2 separate regions of the Gossypium hirsutum genome follow, and region 1 is linked to region 2. Evidence: chromatin contacts called from public Hi-C data. All regions are on one chromosome and are shown on one strand. The core of a region is the stretch at or near the end of the contact, and the rest is flanking DNA. Distances in the headings are between cores, read along the strand shown. Region 1 holds the start of LOC107945943 (AT-rich interactive domain-containing protein 1). Region 2 has its middle 8.9 kb from the start of LOC107943015.

Region 1 (6,960 bases), core at 1,348-3,847, 77 kb after region 2:
AATATATCAAATGCACTAAATACATTAAAATAAATGTTTCTCAACAAATTGAAAAAATATTAAAAAAATATGTTTAAATAACACTAATAAAACAAGAGTTATATAATATCCAAATAATATCAACAAAATAATAGCAATATAATAGCGAAATGATAGCAAAACAATAAAAAAATGGTAAAATAATAAAAAACAACAACGGTTTTTTTTTTTTGCAAATTCAGGTTAGGCCTAGTTGGGCTCGGGCCAAAAAAAGCTTACCTGAAAATAGGTCTTATTTTGTTGTCAAAACTCATTTTTTTGGTCTATATTTTTATCCAAATCCTCTCACCTCTCGAGTCCGGCCTGGCATATGGACAAGTCTAATTAAAATTACAACTTAATATTTAAAATTATTATCTATTAAAATTTTCAAGATTGCTTTTAATTTTTTTTAAATGTAAATGTGCTTTTTGAAACATAAATGAAAAATTATAAAATTTACCTTTAAAAAATTATAAAATTAAATAAAAAAATAGATGCCTGTTATTATAATTTTAGTGTTTATATATATCTTATTCTATTATATATATAATCTAATATAATTATCAAAACATTTTAAAAAATTAAATATTAAAAAAATTCAATTCAAATTTTTTAAACATTTCATCAAACACCTTAATTTAAAAATTCTTTTGTGTTGCAGATTGAATTTTAACTCGATTAATATGAATATTATTGTCAATGCAAGAGGATATGGGTTCGAGTATGTTGAAGCGCATTATCCTCCTATTTATGGATTGAGGATGAGCTATAGTTAGTTCTAAGTATTGTGTCAAAAGAAACATATATGATCGGACCCTATAATGGGAATATTAAGAAAAAAAATCTCTTCTGTGTTTGATATTTTTTTATATGGGTATATAAATAAAATCATGAAGATAAGGATAAATATGTATATCCAATTTTAAAACTAAATAACAAATATCTAGTTTAAATTTTTTTTAAATTTGTATAAACACAAATTATTTCAAATTCATAAATAAAAAAATAAAAAAAAACAACAGAATGTATATTAATATAGACAATATTTTAGATCAATATGATAAAGATATCTGATTGGCTCAAAAACTTATATGCATGACAAGTACTATTATATTAATAAATTTAACGGTTAGATTGTTAAAATATTACTCATATAAAAGTTACGGAATGGTGTAAAACTTGTATAAGTGAATCTCTCCCCATAAATCACTAACAGAATTTGTATCACAAATTTATAAATATCTAAGAAAAAAGATTTCATGTATAAATTTTCATTAGTTAAAATATTCACAAAAATATTTATAAGGAAAGAAGGTTGCTTCAACTCAAGATCTAAAGAGAATTAATTGTGTTGATTTTGAATCTCTCACCAAATAAGACTATTAATGAGAAAAAGCTTTAAAGAAAACTAATAAAAACAATCTAATAGTTAGATTATATTTTAAAGAAAGCCGATGGTTTCAGATCTATCACTAACTAAGACTTCTAACGAGGTTCGAATCACGATGCTTCTCAAATATTAACGAGTTTTATTTTTACTATACTTTAAAAGATACGAATTGTTACCCACTTGTGAGATTTAAAAAACTTATAAAAAAGTATTTGAAAATTTCTCAAACTTTATTTCCTCAAAAACTTTTATTATTCTTGAGATTTTAAATTACCAAACTATCCCCTCAACCCATGGTTATTAATTAACCAAAGGTTAACCAATCATGACAAATAGCTAGTATAAAATAAAGGGTTTGGGGGTGGGGGACTGTTTGAAACCCTACTCAAAAACTTGCCCATACTTTTTTTCTCTCCTATATATATATTTAACACATTCATTATTCACCCCCAAAGAGTTTTTTTTCTTTAAAGATTTGAAAAAAACAAACCCAAAGAGAGAGAAGAAAAATAGCAAAAAGAGAGGGGCTTAATAAAAAACCCTAAAAAGAAAAGGGTAGAAAAAAAGTAGCAAAAGAGAGAATTTGAGGGGTGAAAAAGAAAAAAAACCCCAAAGGCAAAGGGAGTCTAAAGGGAGGGGCTATCGAAAATCCTTGCTTATTTTCACACCCCAAAGGGGCCAAAAGGAAAAAATATAATACTGGTATGTTTATTTTTCAATTTTCTCTCTTTATTTTTGAAATTTTTTGTTTAATTAGTCTAAATTTTTATAAGATAAATTCAAAATTGTTTGAGAATCTTGGATTTTCTATTCAAGGGTTTGTATCTGTAAAACCTTGTAATTTAGCCCCTGAAGAAAAGTTCTAAATCCTTTTTTCCTCTTTTCGCTCCATCTGCAATTAAGAGAAAGTGAGAGAAAGCGCGGGACAAACCAAAATTCACAAATCAAAACCCTAGATGATTAATTTTCATTTTTTTCCGCCAAAAAATTGATAGCATGCAAGACCCCAGATGTTTAGTTGGTATTTAAAATCTAAATATTTCAGTTGTGAGTTTTTTTTTTAAGTTTGTTTTTATTTCGTTTTGGTCCCCCAAAATTTTATTTATTTTGCGTTTTTGGTGAAAGAATGAATGATTATACAAATATACAAAGAATTATTTGTTTTTAGGTTTTGAATTCGAAATCCATGGCAGGGTGGTCTATGAGAGCTGATGGTCTTCACTAGATTGCGCTAAAACCCTAGAAAAACTCGAGCCAGCTTTGGTCGATCTCGATCCCTTTTCTGAAGGATTGTTTTGAAATCTGAACCTGATAAGATTAGGTTCTGGTTTAACAAGTTTCTTGGGTTGTTTTTAAAAGAGGTTTGTGCCCAAGGTTGCTATCGGCCTCTTCCTCCATTGCTTGCAGATGGGCAACCTGTGGATTTGTTTAAGCTTTTCTTGGTTGTAAGTGAGAATGGTGGGTACAATGCTGTTTCAAACAGTGGGTTATGGGATTTGGTTGCTAAAGAATCTGGGTTTGATTTAAATGTGGCTTCATCGCTTAAGTTAGTTTATGTTAAGTACTTAGTTTCATTAGAGAGATGGTTGGAACAATTTTTTCAAAGTGAAGACTCGAAGATTGAATCGAATTGTAGTGGTCATTTGATGGAGTTGGGAGCTGAGCTTAAAGGGTTTTTGTTGGAATCGAAGAAGAAAGTTATGGAATATTCACAAGTTGAGGAGAGTATAGTGGCAGGGTCAGATGGAGGAGATAAATGTGTAAAAGGGGAGGAATCTATGCGTATCGATTTGACAAAGAGGGTTTTACGTTATGAGGAAGTTGAAAATTTGCAGAATGATGATGATCTCAAGAGTACGTTGGTTGAAAATTTGCAGAATGATGATGATCTAAAGAGTACAGTGGTTGATTCGGAGTGTGAAAAGAGGTTCATTTTAATCGATGTAGATGATATGCCTTCCGATATGGCGAAAAGTGCAACCAACTCAATGTGTAACGAGGATGAGGATTGTGTTGAATGTAAGCAATACACGGATATTGTTGATGACGATGATGTTATGATATTAGATTCAAACAGCATTAAGGAAAACTTTTCATCTCATAAGAGAAAACGGGATTCTACATGGGAAATGCTTAATTGGGTTAACGAGGTTGCAAAGGATCCTTGTGCTTTGGTGGTTGGTTCATTACCAGAGAGTTCAAAATGGACGGCTTATGGGAGTGAAGAACTTTGGAAGCAGGTTTTATTGTTTCGGGAAGCTGCCTTTGGCAGAAAGGATGATAGTTCAAGTGCTGGCCAGTCCAATTTGCAGGTACGTATCACCCTTTTCTAAGCTTGCCTGCATTTTATTCATTAATTCAAGCTAGATGTTAATTTACTTATCACCTGTTCCTTTTATTGTTTATTTTGTTAATTGATCTTAGAATAATTTATATCATTCTTAAATTTCAATTTCATTGAATGCTGTGGTGGTAGTTTGCTTGAAAATGCTCCATTATTCATTTTTACTTCCTTGTGATTAATAAGATCAGCTGCATGCCATCCATCTTGGTGCTAGAAAAGGAAAGTAGCAAAATTAGCCATTGTTGATAAAAGTACTGAGAGGCCCTTATATTATGAGTCAGATTGTATTTTGCACATCTACTAATGAGTAAATTAGTCCATGTAACTTAGATTAAATAGCAAACTGGTTCTATTAAAAATTTCTTTTATTTCTACTTTTAAAAATTGGTTCATGTACGTCAACATGAAATGCAGGTGGCACGTCACGTGTAACTGTTTCACCAATTTTTAACTGTAAGAATTGATGAAATTTTAATAGAAATGATCAGTTTGCCTTTTATTCTAACGTTTAAAGATTAATTTATTCATTTTTTTAATAAATAGTGCAAAATTTAATTTGACTCTTAGTAAGGGGCCTCTGTGTTACTTTTAACATGATTGTTCTAAACATATCTATTCATCACTCTGTATGTCCTTAGATTTAGGTTGTTTCTGTGAGTCATATTTCATCACATTCATTCAGGGGTGAGCATTTGATAGAATTAAGTGAAAATTTTTTGAGTTAATCGAGTTGATTAGTCCTATTTTATCATCCTAACTCGATTTGAATTTTTTTTGAATTGAGTCGAATGAAATTGTTTGAGTTAAATTAAAAAATTAAACATGTTAAATTTGCTCATTTTTTTGATTAGTCTTATTTCTATCAATTTGCTCATTTTCAAACTTGACAAGGACAAAAAGATATTTACATCAATCTGTTATTTGAATTATTCGATTTATTTGAATTGTAAAATTCAACTCAATTAATTTGAATAACTCAATTCAATTAACTCGAAATTCGAATTTATTTTTTGATTTGTTCAAATCGAATCGAGTTTTGTTCACTTTTCATTTAGTCTCATTTTGTCTCTCTACTTGAATGCGCGGTGTAATTAAAAATAGTGGCGAGCCTTGTAGTAGAGAGAATAAAATCAATAATGAACTTTGTTGTATGGATTAAAATCAATAATGAACTTTGTTGTATGGATGCAAACATAGTGGTTGCGGTGAAATGAGAAAGAAAATGACCATTAATTTATAATTAAAATATTTTTACCTATGTTATCTATGCTAGATTAACTTGCTTCACTATATGGGTGACAAAAAAATTCTTATGCTTCAACAAAAAAATTCTTATGCTTCATACATATTTTGTAAAAAATAAAAATTATAAATTTTCATGTAACTTTGTTAAATTATTTATGGTTTTATTTAGGGTTGAGCAAAACTCGATCTAATTCAAAAAAGTTGATTTTTTTTTAAATTTTGTATTATTCGAATTATTCGAGTCAATTCGAATAAGTAATTCGAGTTTCGAGTTTGAATCGAGTTGAATTTTACAATTCGAATAATAGATTGGTATAAATACCTTTTTGGTCTCTGTCAAGTTTAAAAATGAGCATATTGGTTTCTCTCAACAAAAATTATAAAATAATTCAAAATAATTTTCAAAAATTTAAAATGATTTTTAAAATTCAAAATATTTATAAAAATTTCAAAATAAATTCTAAAAAATATATGAAGTTAAAAAATTAAAAATTTTCTAAAATAATAATTTTGGGATCTAAATAAATTAATTAATAGTTCAACTTTATCATAGTATTTTTTTTTATTATTTTGCTTTAAAAAGGTTTTCAAAAATATATGGTTTTAAATTTATATGCTCTAACATGAAATTAGTTATACTGAAATCGTTTTTTTTTTAAATTTAACTTGAACAATTTCACTCGACTCGATTCGAAAAATTTCAAATCGATTTAGGATGATCGTCAACTCGATTAATTTGAAATTTTTTCACTCGATTCGATCGAATGTTCACCCCTAATTTTATTTATTTATTTTGAGTGAAATTGTTTTTATGGGAGTGGATGGTTATTTTAAAAATAGTAAAATTTTTAGGATGAAGTTTTTTCTAAAAGGTTATTAAGTTCTTTTAAGATATTGTATAAAATATTCTTAATTTAATGTTTTTATATGTTTAAATTTCGTTCTACTCACAATTTAATTTTTCCATTTTAATATAGTATATATTACATTATTTATTGTATGTTATTTTTAAACAAACCATTGTATTCTAAATTTGTTGTTTTCACATGCTTACTTGTGTGATAGAATTTCTAATATACTTGTAAGTTTTTAAATTATTGATGGTTTTATTTATTTTGAGTGAAATTGTTTTCATGGAAGTGGATAATTATTTTTAAAAATAGTAAAATTTTTAGGATGAAGTTTCTTTCTAAAAGATTATTAAGTTCTTTTAAGATATCGTAAAACATGTGTTTAAATTTTATTTTATTCCTAATTTAATCTAACTTTTTCATTCTAATATTTTACATATTGCATGTGTTATTATTAATTAGTTTCAAATCATACGTTATTGTATGTTATTTTTAAACACACCCTTTATTTTAAATACGTAACTTTTACATGCATACGTGTGTGATAGAATTGATCGTATATAAGTTTTTTTTAAAATTATTGATGGTTTTATTTTTTATTTTGAGTGAAATTGTTTTTATGGGAGTGGATGGTTATTTTAAAAATTGAAAAAAAATTAAGATTGAAGCTTGAAGCTCTTTTTTTTTCTAAAAGATTATTAAGTTCTTTTATGATATTATATAAAATATTAAAAGTCACAAACAAACTTTTACAATGATAATTGTTTATATTTAAAAAAAATGGGCTTTTAATGTTTTCATAATTGAGTTGATGATTAGTTAATTTATGACATCAACTCAATCAAGGCTTTTATATATAATATCTATTTATATTATATTTAAATTTTTGATTGAGTTGATGTTACGAGTTAGTCAGACATGTACCAACTTAGTTGAAAAATAACTAAAATAATTTTCTATATATTAAGTTATATTTTTATGAGATTATTATTTTTTCTTTTTATATGAAATTAATAAAAATGATTCATATATAAACTTTTTTTTATATAAATTTTTTACCCAATTCTTAATATAATTTCTCTGATTGAGTTTGGTGTCATGGGTTGGAA
Region 2 (6,407 bases), core at 1,948-4,447:
GGAGGGGACAAGGAAACAAAATTTCATCTAATAAGTCTAACTTTTGATTCCAAATCCCATATATATCGAGTTTCTTTTTATTTATTTAAGTCTGATTCCAGACTTCAATTCTCATTGATGTTGAATTTAGTTTAATATTTTGGCTATTTTTTCTTATGTCTTCATTCCTAATCTTATAATGTATAATACAAAATTTTAGCTATAAACTCTCTCACAACATTTCTTCAATTGAAAAAAATTCCTAAAAGGTAACAAAATTGTTGAGAGCTTGACTCATTTTCTTTTTACTTAATTGAGAAAATAATAAAAATTCTCACCATTTAACTCACATTTACACGACGTAAAACTCGAATATGGGATCTTAAATTTTCTAATACCAAAGGCTCACTAGTAACTTATTAGAATTATTGTTTTGGATCTTTTTATCTTTTAAAAAAACTAATCTCTAAAAAAATTACTACCTTTATTAAACCTATTGTTCTCTAAACACTGGATTTTTTTCTATAATTTCTGTATAAATATTTTTAAAAATAATAATAAAAGTACTATGGAGACCCTTATACTAAAAATAGAATTGTATTCTACCTCCTCTACTTAAAAAATAAATAAATTAATCACTACACGTTAGATTGAAGATCAAATTAGTCATTTTATTAAAAATTCTGTCAATTTTTACTATTAAAAATTGGTCTTTGTACATTAGTATGAGGTACATATGACACGTTATGTGTCATTATCTGATTATTTCATCAATCACATCAATTTTTAACAATACAAATAAATAAAAATTTTAACAAAAAAGATTGATTTGCTCTTTGATATAACATAAAGAACTAATTTATTTATTTCTTAAATAAAAAATAAAATATAATTTAACTCTTAATACAATTGCCATGTATTTCCTTTAAAAAAAATGATGAGTTATTAATTATTGGTGAATCTTTGTACGAAACCAAAAGTTAAACGAGGTAAACAGTCAAACTTAATAAATAAAAAAACCGCCAAAAAGAATTTGTGGGACCTACCGCCAGTTGTTTGGGTAAGGTTTTGATATTAGACTTTGACCCCTACTTTTCCAATGAATTGCATATCAGACCCGTTTTAATTTTATTTTGGTTTAATGCACATTTTAGTCCCTAAAGTATACTGTTTTTCTCACTTTGGTCTTTAAAGTTTTTTGAGCCCACTTCAATCCCTAATATTATCAAAAAATTTTAGTTTAGTCCTTTTGAATGTTAAAAAATAGTTGGAATATTCAACTAATATAAATTGGAGCAATTTACCAATAAAAGCCCTTTTTTTCAAAAATTACCGAAATGGGCCCATTTTTTAATTATTTACCGGAATGGTCCTTTTTCCGGGAAATCGCGTCCACATCAGCCTGATGTCAGGGTACGCGTCAGGAAATAGCGTCCACGTCAGTGCGAGATGCTGATGTGGACGCAATTTCGGCCCTCGCGTGAACAGTACCCAACGGTCAAAAAAATAAAATACCGGGCCCATTTCGATAAATTTTAAAAAATAGGACTTTTTCGGTATTTTGAAAAAATAATTTTTGAATCTTTTTGTACTTGTATTTATTGTTTTAATCAATTAACTCTTCAATATTACAGCAATAGCAACAAGTACAAAAAAGATTCAAAATTGTTTCCAACAAGATACTAAGGGAAAAGAGCAAGCATCTTAACCAACTAAGCCAAACTAATTAATTGACATATTATAGAAATACTGTTATTATCTTAATTATATTACTTACGTTCTAACGATTTATCAGACCTATTCCATACACGTGTCAAATCAGAAAAAATAATACAACAATTCTGTAAAAAAAATCCGGTGTTTACTTCAAATAAATAAGGAAAATAATGATCTGAATATTTCAAAATTCAATTTTAAACCGAAAAAATCAAAATTTAGGGGCAAAAAAGGATCTTTTTCGACGAAAACTGTGGCAAACCGCCTTCGACTGTTTGTCAGCGCGTAGATCTCGAAAAGTTATTCGAAATAAAAAAAATCGTCTCAATCGGACAACCGAGCCAAAAGTTATGGCTTTTCAAAGTTTTCCAAGCTAAAAAACATAAACTGTTCATCCACGTCAGCAAATCGCGTCATCGTAGGCGCGATTTGTGTCCACGTAAGCAAAGCGCGCTGACATGGACGCGATGTTCTGACACGTCCCCTAACATCGCGCTGACGTGGACGCAATTTCGGGAAAAATGGCCCATTCCGGTAAATAATAAAATACCGGGCCCATTTCGGTAAATTTTTAAAAAATAGGACTTTTTTTGGTAATTTTCCCCATAAATTGCCCTATGTTATACTATGACATCATTAATCAAAAAAAGTTCAAAAAATCTTTTAAAATGAAAAATACTAAAAAATTTTGCCGAAAAATATTATAAATATTATAAAAATTATAAAATATAATAAATTATTAGAAATTTTAAAAAATATTAAAAATACCAAATAATTATAAAAAAAATTTGAAAAATTATTAAAATTTGTAAAAAGATTAGTAAAGATTATTAAAGAAATATGTGTGCACCCTTTTTGTTTGTTTAGCTTTCAAATAAGTGATGAAATGGCTTCTCTAAAATCTAAATATAGCTCCTTAAATTTCATTATATTTAGAAATAGTTTTTTATTATAAAAATACCTAAAATTACCCATAGTCTTTCTTCAACCCTTCAATAGGAGGATAAATGCGCTTCAGTGCGCTCGCTCTCGAATCCACATTCTCTTATATAGACATTAATACCAATGCAAACCAAGTTAAGACTCAATCGATAATAATATTTCTTAATCCTACACTATAAATAACAAAGCTATTTCACTGTCAAAGCATTCCTTATTTTAGAGAGAACATAATTTCTTTCTTAATTACTATAATTATTTTAAAGGTCTTTTCTGATTTTATTTTTGAAAATTCTAATTATTTAAGTGAAAAAAGTGACAATTTATAATTTTTATCTTTTAACTTGTGTAGTTTTTTGGGAAGACGATATGTAATAAAACTTCTTTGCATCAGTTATTATCATCGAGAGAATTTACATATCGTCTCAAGAGAACGACTTAATCCAGAAGAAATATCATGCAACATTCTCAAATGGTTTATGGTGACGATAATGGAGACCATGCTGACGAAGAAGCAGACTATGATGATCCAATGGCATTTAATGCTTCTTATGGACGAAAGGGTTGATGTGATAGGCATTTAGTGATTTTCTCACGTTCCTCTCTCCCATTTTCTTGTCAGTTTCTTCTCTCCCTCTTCCTCACGTGAGATTTTTCCATTTTCTTTGGTTCCAATTTTTTTTTTGTTTTTTTGTTTGGTGAGATTTTACTATTTCCTTCAATACGGTCTCGGGAGGTGGGTAATTGAGTTCCAGATCAAAGATGTGGTGCTTTGATCACGAAATTAGGTGTGGGTGCAGAACTCTTCGATTTTATTTGTGAATTGTTTAATTTGGTGTCGAAAGGCGGTGAGATTTGGCAAATTCGTGTGTTTCGATAATGGTGCAGTCATAACGTTGTTTCGATATTAGATTGCATCAAATTTAGTTTACTATAGTATGTTTCTGAATTATTTGAGGTTAAGAAGTGTTTGGGGATGAAATTTACAATTTGCAGTCTATTTCGAGCTGGTTTCATGACTACACATGTGCCCACACGATCGTGTGTATTTGAGAATTAGGGTTTTGGGGCAAATTTTGGTATGGCCATGTGACTGATTTGAGGATTTTAGTCAATTTTCACACGGGCGTGTGTTCTGGACACACGGTCGTGTCTCGTGGGCACACAGGCGTGTGAGGCTTCCACACAGTCGTGTCTGCCCTGCACTTTATTTTAGCACAAATGGACAAAGAGTTACACGGGCTGTCTGCACGGCCATGCTCCTGGGTCATACAAGCGTGTGTCATAGTCACACAGCCATGTGCTTCCTTTCACACGGGCGTGTGTCTCCTTCATATGGATGTGTTGACCCCACACGACTTATGCATTTCCACATGGCCGGGCACACGGCCGTGTGGCCCTATTTTCGCAAATTTTTATTCCGAGTCGGATTGTGACTATTTCGTATTCCTGTGTGTTTCGACCTTTGGCTAGGCCTTAGCAAGAGTAGCCGAGACTCCGTTTGGCTCGAATTTACGTGTTAATTGTTAGCATAGCACTAACTTAATGACTTGCCTAAGTGATGTTACCTAGTAGTTAGGTACTGTGACCTCTGATTGTGAATTTGGTCATTTCTTTATGTGCATTTCTGATTCTATTTGACTGAAGTATAAATATTCGCAAGTTGTGTGTATTGTTTCTGTAAGTTAGTTAATAATCTATTTGCATACAAGCATTCGCATAAAATTTCTGATTCTGTATCATGTTTCTGTATATTTGTCTTCAAATGGTGTGCTTTTTTGCATTTGCATTAAATTTTTGGGTTTGGTTGCGAAGAGAAAGAAGTCTGATTTGTTCTATTTTGACAGTTTTAATTGCAACTCATCAGTACTGCGGTTTACCGCACTGTACTACATATATGTCAGTTCTGCTGCATATTATCATCTGAGCGGCCTAGTCTACATACGTGGTGTGTAAGGTTGGATGGGCCTTTCGAGGTCCTATGTGGTGTGCATGGTTGGTTGAGCTTCTTACAGCTCATTCATGGTGTGAACAGGGGACGGAGAGGTGTTTGGTTGGATGGGTGGGATTATTTTCTGACTTGTTACATACCATTTGCATCTGTTTACATGTTGTTTGTCTGAATGTTGGGGTGCATGTACTGGTTTGTATCCACTAAAGTACTTAGTCTTGTGTGGTTAAGTATTGTGTGTGATTGAAATTTGGTATACGCGGCTTGTTAATTTTGTATTCATATTTTGTATTTCTGATTGGTTGTTCGGATAATGTTTTAGAGCATTCTGGTTTATTTCTTCGTCTTTTGCTTCTTACGTTTAGTTTCGGACTCACACTGAGCTCATGTAGCTCACCCCATTAGTTTTCCCTTTCAGGTACTCTCATAACTGAAGCTGGACTCGGTATACCAGAGGTCTTGAAGTGACATATTTTGAAATGAGCTAATCGATTCTTTTCTCAGTTCTTATTTTTGTTAAGCCATTTTTTATCGTAAACAATTATAAAAACTGTGGTATGAGTTTTGTTTTGGGTTTTCAAAAATTTTATTTTGGACTGAATTTCAGAGACTGCGGATTTGTGTTCTCAAATATTTTAAACATAACCTAAAGTATCCGTTTGAATTTTTAAATGATTGAACGTTTTATTTGAATTTGGCACAGTGTGTTTGTAACTAGACTTTTGGATAGCACGTTTGGTAAAGTTTTTCTACGATAGCTTCGATGATCAATGTGACCTCCGAGATCCAGTATAAACTTCTAGACCGGGTTTTGGGGCGTTAAAATTTTGGGTTGATTTTGGGTTAAGGGTCAAAAGCTAGATGGTGAGAAATAAGTGAGTCTTGGTGCATAGCGGGTCTCAAGTAGATGGTTGGTAAGAGTGGTGCGTAAGAGTTAAAGGGGAAAATGGTGGTGATAACATTGGGCAAATGGGGAAATGGTGAGTTAGTGATGCTTGTGCTTGTTTCAACAACTTTTGGCTATTGGTTTTGGGTCGAAAGAAAGGTGGTCAGATAATGAAAGCTTTTGTTTTTATCGGGTTTTGAGAGAAGAGAAAATGATGATGGTGAGGTTGAGTTGAAGATGGTAATGCATAGCGTATAGTGGTTGATGAGAGGGCCGTGGGTGTGTATTGTCGAGAGTGAGAGAGAGTCTAGTTGTTTGTTGATAAGATTTGTTAACTTTTTAAGTTTAGAATCAAATTGATAGAATATTTAAATATTAGAGAACTAAATTTATTATTAGACAATAAAAAAACTCATATCAAATTTTTAATAAATGAAAACAAAATACTAAATATTAAAATAATATAATATAAATATTTTTTAAATAACTTTTGAACAAAGTTATCTACTTTACACCCATAATCATTAATATTAATTGAATCAAATCATGTCCTATGTTGTTTGTCCATTTCACACAAACCTGCAGTGGGTTAATCCAGCTAACAAGCTTGGCCTAGTAAGGGGTGAGCAAAGGTATGCTTTTTCAAGCCCAAACATTTGGGTTGCCAATTTTAACACATTTATTATTTTTTTATCAATGAATAAAAAATCAGATTGGATCAATTCATGAAATTAATTGAAATAAAATTGATTGACATTTTATCAGTTCAATTAATTAATTTTTACTATTTTTTTATGTTTTTTCTCGTTTTCGTTTTAAATGCAAGATAAAATTATATTAAAAATAAATAAACATTTATGAGAATATGATATCCAACTATGATGATGGTGTGTTAGAACTTAGAACTATCAGACTTAAGGGTTGTCCAGTAAAAGA

Evidence for each region. Hi-C and Micro-C count contacts between places; a contact is called where the count stands out from the background.
Region 1: a contact with region 2 is called in a Hi-C map of leaf, with 2.5 times the contacts expected there. The contact joins the promoter of LOC107945943 here to the enhancer-like site in region 2. A contact is called at or near these places in 8 of 34 Hi-C or Micro-C datasets (anther, callus, leaf and 2 more).

The regions. Positions count from the first base shown.
Region 1 is chrD12:40,297,942-40,304,901 of Gossypium_hirsutum_v2.1, forward strand. LOC107945943 (AT-rich interactive domain-containing protein 1) reads left to right here and starts at 2,598. Exons shown (of 3, transcript XM_041107994.1): 1 at 2,598-2,605; 2 at 2,700-3,723. The coding sequence starts at 2,598.
Region 2 is chrD12:40,220,139-40,226,545 of Gossypium_hirsutum_v2.1, forward strand. No RefSeq gene overlaps it. Among protein-coding and RNA genes, the nearest start is that of LOC107943015, 8.9 kb to the left of the region's middle. Within about 2 kb of position 3,198, at least 1 of the 9 cell types and tissues checked has an H3K27ac peak or open chromatin away from gene starts, as enhancers often do. A contact at or near this core is called in leaf, where this site is marked.